Linked DNA regions of Pan troglodytes: region 1 is linked to region 2. Evidence: chromatin contacts called from public HiChIP or PLAC-seq data. All regions are on one chromosome and are shown on one strand. The core of a region is the stretch at or near the end of the contact, and the rest is flanking DNA. Distances in the headings are between cores, read along the strand shown.

The links. HiChIP or PLAC-seq counts read pairs in DNA pulled down with a chosen protein or histone mark.
Region 1: a contact with region 2 is called in an H3K4me3 HiChIP or PLAC-seq map of stem cell-derived excitatory neurons, with 2.1 times the contacts expected there. The contact joins the promoter of TMEM198 here to the promoter of DNAJB2 in region 2.

Annotation. Positions count from the first base shown.
Region 1 is chr13:121,803,206-121,806,794 of NHGRI_mPanTro3-v2.0_pri, reverse strand. It overlaps TMEM198 (transmembrane protein 198), which reads right to left and starts at 1,257. Exons shown (of 5, transcript XM_009444387.4): 1 at 776-1,257; 2 at 259-428. The coding sequence starts at 424. It overlaps CHPF (chondroitin polymerizing factor), which reads left to right and starts at 1,177. Exons shown (of 4, transcript XM_003309469.6): 1 at 1,177-1,926; 2 at 2,960-3,533. The coding sequence starts at 1,613.
Region 2 is chr13:121,538,316-121,542,082 of NHGRI_mPanTro3-v2.0_pri, reverse strand. It overlaps DNAJB2 (DnaJ heat shock protein family (Hsp40) member B2), which reads right to left and starts at 1,385. Exons shown (of 10, transcript NM_001280413.1): 1 at 1,236-1,385; 2 at 857-957; 3 at 77-186. The coding sequence starts at 921.

The sequences.
Region 1 (3,589 bases), core at 8-2,507, 260 kb before region 2:
AGGCTCAGACAGATTAATGTGCCCAAGACATCACAATTAGTAACTGCAAAGCTAAGTAAATTCACACTCAGGTGTGCCTAATCCAAAAACCTGTTTTTCCTATAATCTAGAGTCTAGACAATCTATAAATGTGTGGGATGAAAGAAAAGGAAGAATTATTCATGATGGTAGAGGGATTCAGAGAAGACTTGGGGGCCCAGAAAAAGAACTCGGGGAAACACTGGGGAGCCCAGGTGAGGGATGAGATGGGGATCTCACCGAAGAAGCAGTAGACGACTCCAAACAAACAGCACATGATGCAGACGAGGGCCGGCAGTGCCTGGTACCTGCGCTCCAGGGGCTGTTCACAAGGTGCACCCCAGAAGGCATCATCTGGCTCAGGGGGCAGCAGCTGGAACCGCAGTGTTGCCACAGTCCCCGGCATAGTGCTGGGAATAGAAGGGAGTCACCCTCCCAAGTTAACCTGACAGAGGGAAAGTTGGGGTCACGGAGGAGTCCTGGGTCCCCACCAGGATGGGGGTGGGAGAGGGATTGGGAGAACTCAGCAAGGACAGTGGACAAAGGAGTGGTATCCACATTTGTGCAGCTCTGGAAGCATCTCTGGAGTGGGGAGCAAAGACAAAGGGAAACAAAAGTGCCTGGCTAGTGGAGGCTGGGATGAAGTTAAAAGAGGGACGGGAGTCAGGGGGGATGAAGGGAGAGTGCTGCCAGTGAGAAGGAGGCAGCCAAGAGATTCATCTGTGGGCGGCTCAATATGGGATTGTCCAAGATTTACCTGGGCTGGAGGCGACCTGAGCTTCTGAGTGAAAGAGGCTGTGCAGAGGCCCGAGGGGCCGGGGTTGCGGGGCGCCAGAGGCTCCAACTGACTGGGGTCCAGGGAAAGTCCGTCGTGCGAGGAAGGGGGCTGCTGGGCCGGAGAGAATGGTGTCGGCGCGGTGGTGGCGCCGCTCCACGTCCAACACCGGCTGGCACTCCAGTCCCGCGACGTCCAGGAACTCGGGCTGGGCCTGAGGAAGGGGAAGGCGCAGGAGCCGGGGCTCGGGCCGCCCCAGAACCGCGGCCCCATGCCCTGAGCCCGCCCGCGGCCTTTGGTGCTGATGGACAGCTCCGGCCTCTGCTCCTGACGTCACTCGGCGCACCATCCAGGCAGGGGCGGGCTGCTTCTGACGTCACCTGGGACGCACCAACCACGCCGCGGGAGGCAGGGGACTCCGCCCCCGGCGTCTCCCTCTCCCGCACTGAGGAGGGGGCACTTCCGGGGGTCCTTCCCCTTTAACCTCCCACTTCTCCTCCCTCTCCGGTAGCGAGAGCCCGAGACCCCACCCCGGGGGCGGGGCCCTTGCAGTGACACGTCGGACAGCTGCGGCCGCGGCTGAGGCTCCAGTGCCGAGCGCAAGAACCCTGCGCAGCCCAGAGCAGCTGCTGGAGGGGAATCGAGGCGCGGCTCCGGGGATTCGGCTCGGGCCGCTGGCTCTGCTCTGCGGGGAGGGAGCGGGCCCGCCCGCGGGGCCCGAGCCCTCCGGATCCGCCCCCTCCCCGGTCCCGCCCCCTCGGAGCCTCCTCTGGCTGCTCTGGGGCTTCGCCGGGGCCCGGGACCCGCGGTCCGGGCGCCATGCGGGCATCGCTGCTGCTGTCGGTGCTGCGGCCCGCAGGGCCCGTGGCCGTGGGCATCTCCCTGGGCTTCACCTTGAGCCTGCTCAGCGTCACCTGGGTGGAGGAGCCGTGTGGCCCAGGCCCGCCCCAAACTGGAGACTCTGAGCTGCCGCCGCGCGGCAACACCAACGCGGCGCGCCGGCCCAACTCGGTGCAGCCCGGAGCGGAGCGCGAGAAGCCCGGGGCCGGCGAAGGCGCCGGGGAGAATTGGGAGCCGCGCGTCTTGCCCTACCACCCCGCACAGCCCGGCCAGGCCGCCAAAAAGGCCGTCAGGTAGTGATCGGCTGCGCCCGCTCTACCCCCTGGGCAGCGGCCGGGAAGCGCGCGGGGAAGTCGCCCGGGCCCGGGTCGGGCTCCGGAAGGAAGGGGCTGGCGAGCCAGGAAGTCTTTGGGCCCCGATAACTTCCGATGGCCCTGCCTTCCCGAGAGCCGTGGGGCCAGTCCGAGACTTTCTCTGGGCCCTATCCCGGCCTGGGCTGAACTTACTAATCTCTGTCCTAAACTGGCTCGACCCGATGGCACCCCAGAGATCCTACTAGCTCCCTGGCTGGGCTGCTGGTGTTAGAGAAATGATTTGTATATAGGGTGAGTGTATAGAGACAGGGAAAGAGAAAGGAGAGAACTAGGATTTACCTGGATCTCTTGTTCCTGAGTGGGTTACAAGGGCCACCTCAGGGTGAGATGGGGGAGGGAGGAATGTACCTATCTCATTAATGTCTCTGCTGATGAGTTGAAATAACTTCTAAGTAACATTGGGTTCAAATGCTGGTTCTGCAATTTACCTTCTGCCTTACCAAAAGGTAAGTTCCTAGAGCCCCTGAGTGCAGTTTGCCCCTCCCCGCAAAAACACTCAGTACACCCCTATGCCAAACGTTTCTTTATATCATTTATGTGAGGCATTTGTGGCATAATGGCATATTTATATAGAAATGAGTAGATACATGGTGTGTCCAGCGTTTGGCTGGGTGCTTTAAACAGATATAATCAGTCCCATTTTACAGATGGCTCAGGTTAAATAACATGCTCAAGGACATAACTACTAAGTAGCGAACCCCGGAGTCAGACCCACAATATCTCTCTCCTATCTGGGTGGGTATTGCCATCTCCCAAATGCAAAGCACTACCTGTTTAAGACCATTTCGTTTAAATCCTCATGACCCCTGGGAGAGAGGGTTTATTTTTAACCTATTCATAGGTGAGAAAACAGATACAGAGAAGATGTGACCTGCCAGGGTCTGTGCTGACCACTCCCCCCACCCCCCGCCCCGTTGTCTTTTTGATAAGCTTGTGCCATCTCCTCCCCTAGGACCCGCTACATCAGCACGGAGCTGGGCATCAGGCAGAGGCTGCTGGTGGCGGTGCTGACCTCTCAGGCCACGCTGCCCACGCTGGGCGTGGCCGTGAATCGCACGCTGGGGCACCGGCTGGAGCGTGTGGTGTTCCTGACGGGCGCACGGGGCCGCCGGGCCCCACCTGGCATGGCAGTGGTGACGCTGGGCGAGGAGCGACCCATCGGACACCTGCACCTGGCGCTGCGCCACCTGCTGGAGCAGCACGGCGACGACTTTGACTGGTTCTTCCTGGTGCCTGACACCACCTACACCGAGGCGCACGGCCTGGCACGCCTAACTGGCCACCTCAGCCTGGCCTCCGCCGCCCACCTGTACCTGGGCCGGCCCCAGGACTTCATCGGCGGAGAGCCCACCCCCGGCCGCTACTGCCACGGAGGCTTTGGGGTGCTGCTGTCGCGCATGCTGCTGCAGCAACTGCGCCCCCACCTGGAAGGCTGCCGCAACGACATCGTCAGTGCGCGCCCTGACGAGTGGCTGGGTCGCTGCATTCTCGATGCCACCGGGGTGGGCTGCACTGGTGACCACGAGGTGGGACGATAAGCTATCCCACTGATACCTCCTTGTCATGTTCAAATCCCTCTGAG
Region 2 (3,767 bases), core at 136-2,635:
ATTGCTTTAAGAAAATGTGAGCTGGGGCATGAAGTAGGGGGTGATGTGCTGGGTCCTGCCTGACCCCGGCCCTTACTGTCAGACAGCACTTCATATGCCTCGGCCACCTCCTTAAATTTCTTCTCAGCAAACTCTTTATTATCTGGGTTTTTGTCTGGGTGCCACTGGAGAGCCTTGCGCCGATACCTGCAGAAAGTGGGTGCAGAGGAGAGAGTCGGGGGACAAATGCAGGCACTTCCCACCCAGGAACCGAACGACCTGTTTTCCCACTAGCCTATCACTGTCCTTTCACCCCCGGGTCCCGGTCCACCCCAGCTGCTAGGGCTGCCGCTGCTGTGATATTTCCATCAAGTTCCACCCTCTCTCCTCCGCCACCAGTGCTGGGACCACATGTACAAGCGGATACAATGCCAGGGTCCCTAGCCCCTCCCTAGGGCTCACTGGACTGGGGCTGCAAAGGTTGGGGCACATGTGGCCTCGAAGAGTACAGGGACACCGGCCCCTCCTCCTCATAGAGCCTCTTTGCACTGCATCTTTGCACTGCAGCCTGAGAATGCCCAAATCTAGGGGGAAGGGGGAGGGGAGGGGAAAGGAGGAGGAGGAGGGGAAGATCAACTGGAGAACAACCCATAACACAGTGCAGCTCCCAGCGGAACTAACTACTTCACTCTCTGGACGTTCTCCTTGTACTCTACCAGGGGTCTCTTTCCTCCCTGCAGGTGTCACTCGGAAGAAGCACCCCAGTGCTTTCTAACGACCTGGTTCCCTCAGACACCTACAGGTGTCACTCTGAAGTGCCCCATGGTGGTGGCGGGTGGAGGGTGAGAGGTTTTCTGTTGCACACGGAGGCACTTACGCCTTCTTGATGTCATCAGCGGACGCACTTCGCGGCACGTCTAGGATCTCGTAGTAGGATGCCATGGCAACTGGTCAGTCGTCAGGCGGGCCTCCTTGGGGCTGCAGAAGAGAAGGAGTCAGGCGGAAAGAACCAAGAGCCCCACCCTGTGGCTGCAGCAGTCCCCCTCCCCGGGTGGCGGAAGGCGCTCCCAGTTGGAAGCGGAGCACACCGGGCTCTGCTTGCGGCCGGTGACTAGCTCCCTCCGGCAGCCTTATCTGCCCCCGCAGGCCGGGGCCAAGAGCTATCTCGACGCCCAGGCCCAGGAGCCCTATCGGGGCCCCCCAACTCCAGCAGTCCGATCCAGGGCCCCCAGCCTGACCCGGGCCCCCGGCCGCACCTCCTCCGCCAGGAGTCCCGGCCTCCTGCGGCGCCCCGCCCCTGCCCCCCGCCGGGAACCGTCTGGCACCCGCAGCCCGGCTCGCGGCTGCTGCGTAGGACGCGCCCGGCCCAGCTGTGCGCGCAGGCATGCGTCAGCGGTGCGGAAACTACTAGAGACCGGGAGAAGGCCGGCTCCGCCTGTCCCCTGGGGGGGTGGGGGCCTGCAGGGGCTGCCGGGAGAAGAGGGTGGAGCCGGCTATTTTGGGCACACACCAGGACGACGTCAGCCCCAGCTGGGACCTGGGAGACTGCGGCCCCGCCTCCATCCAAGCGAGACGCGCTCGCACGGAGGCTGGGGCAGCCCACAAACAAGCCGCTCGGCCCCCAGGTTCCTCTGTCACTTTCTTATAAACATGAGCGATGATCCTTGCTTACTCACCCACCTCGAGGACTCAGACTCTTCCCTCCCTCCCCCCACCACGGTTCTAACTCCTCCCCCTTCTTCAGCTCCCAGCTCCAGCCCCAGGTCCCCCAGCAGGCTGCCCTGGCTTTCCTGAGTAGGTCAGAACTGCCTTTTACAGCATCTCGTGGCATTTCCTTCATCAGGCTTGTTAGAGCCACAAATTAGCATTTATTGGTTTGATTATTTTTTATTACCATTCACCTCCCCCACTAGAATGTCGATTTCACAGGACAGGAATTGTGTGTTTTTTCTCACTGGTCTATTAGAGCAGTCGTAGGGGTTCAAAACTACCCGTGGGATGAATAAATAATGAACACCTGCAAACCTCTTGTTGACAGTTTTGACACATTTGGGGGAGGTGAGGTAAAGGGGGCCGTACAACGGAATTCCCCAGGTTCAAGTCTTCCCAAACTGATCCTGAGTAGGCCTATTCCACTTCAAAATGCTCCCTGGGTTCAGGCCTCATTGGAGAGTTAGGAAACCTTCCAGAACTGGCTCCTGCTTGATCCCATCCAGGCCAATCCAAAGGCATTAGCTGAGCATTTTTCTGCATTCAAGATGCTGCCAGGCCGTATAAAGAAGAATGTGGCCCAAGCCCTGCCTTTGCAGAGCTTGAACTTGATAAGATACCAGCCCATCAATGTAGCCCCCTGGGAAACCCGAGGCTTTGAAAACAGAGTACAACCTGGCATTACTGTGAGACTTGGGAAAATCTCTGAGCACTCTTTTTTTCTCACTAATTATAGGTAGTGCCTAGGGTTGTTTGAAAGTCAAATGAGACATGGTACGAATTAGGTGTTACTGCGGTCCTGCTGGCATCGCGATTGGCTCAAGCAATAATGGTTATGTGAGTCCAGAAAAGTGCTTTAGGCTGGGGGACCCAGGAATACTTCGCCAACGAGAAGGGTTTGAGGCGGACGTGAGAGAAGAAGGTGGTGTGAGTGTCCTGGTTTCCTGGCCGCCCACCGTCAGAACCTCCTGCCTACATTTGGGGAATTCCCATCGCAAGGGCCCTAATGGAAAGCAGGCCACCATTTGCCACAAAGCCCCAATGCTTGCTCTCCCTGACTCGGCTCTAGGGTTGCAGGCAGAAGACATGAGCTCCGCCAATCGGATGCTCCAACTGGGACTTTGAATCTGGAGCAAGTCACGGAATAGCAAGGCTGGTTTAGGAATTCATTTCTGCGGCGGCGGTGGAGGCGATGGGGCCAACAGCGGCCTCTAGTGTCTGGAGGAGGAAGTGTCAGCGCTACTGCCGCAGGTGAGGGACGAGAGTAGGAGGATCACTGTGGAGGGTGGAGGGGACAGGAGTCTCCTACACAGGCTGTCCTGTGCCCAACCTTGACTGTGGTACTGGCTGCCCAGCTTCCCTAGGTGCCTGTCTGATTGCTGACCCTTGTTTGCTGGCCGTTGCATTGATTCTGTGTGCTATCCGATATCTCTATAATTGTTGGGGGCAGGGGACTTGAAACAATTTGCCAGTTAGCTTCTGCTGTTTATAAGAGTCCTGACTGACACAAAGACTAAGGGTTAGACTTGGTATAAGAGGAAGGAGTGGTTGGGTTAAGTCACTCCAAATTTTCCAGATCTCTGCCTTTTTCTTCTTACTCTGCTGTGCCAACAGACATTTGTCTAGCACCTACCGTGTATGTCTTGTTATATTAAGAAAAAGAATATAAAAAAGTTTAAATTCCAATCTCTGTGCTCAAGGGGATAGGACATAGACAAATGACAACCGAGGGAAATTATATGGAGCACATCTAGCAGACAAAGGTTTAATTTCCTTTGTCCACAAAGAAATGCCAACTAATGAAAGACAATGACATTTTTAAATGGACAAAGGGACAGGCAGCTCACAGAAGAGGAAATACTGGCTTTTAAACAAATGAAAAGATGCTCAATCTCATTCACAAAAAACTGTAAACTAAAGCTACAACAGGCCAGGCATGGTGGCTCATGCCTGTAATCCCAGCACTTTGGGAGGCCAAGGTGGGTAGATCACCTGAGGTCAGGAGTTTTAGATCAGCCTGGCCAATATGGTGAAACCCTGTCTCTACTAAAAATACAAAAAGTAGCCAGGCGTGGTGG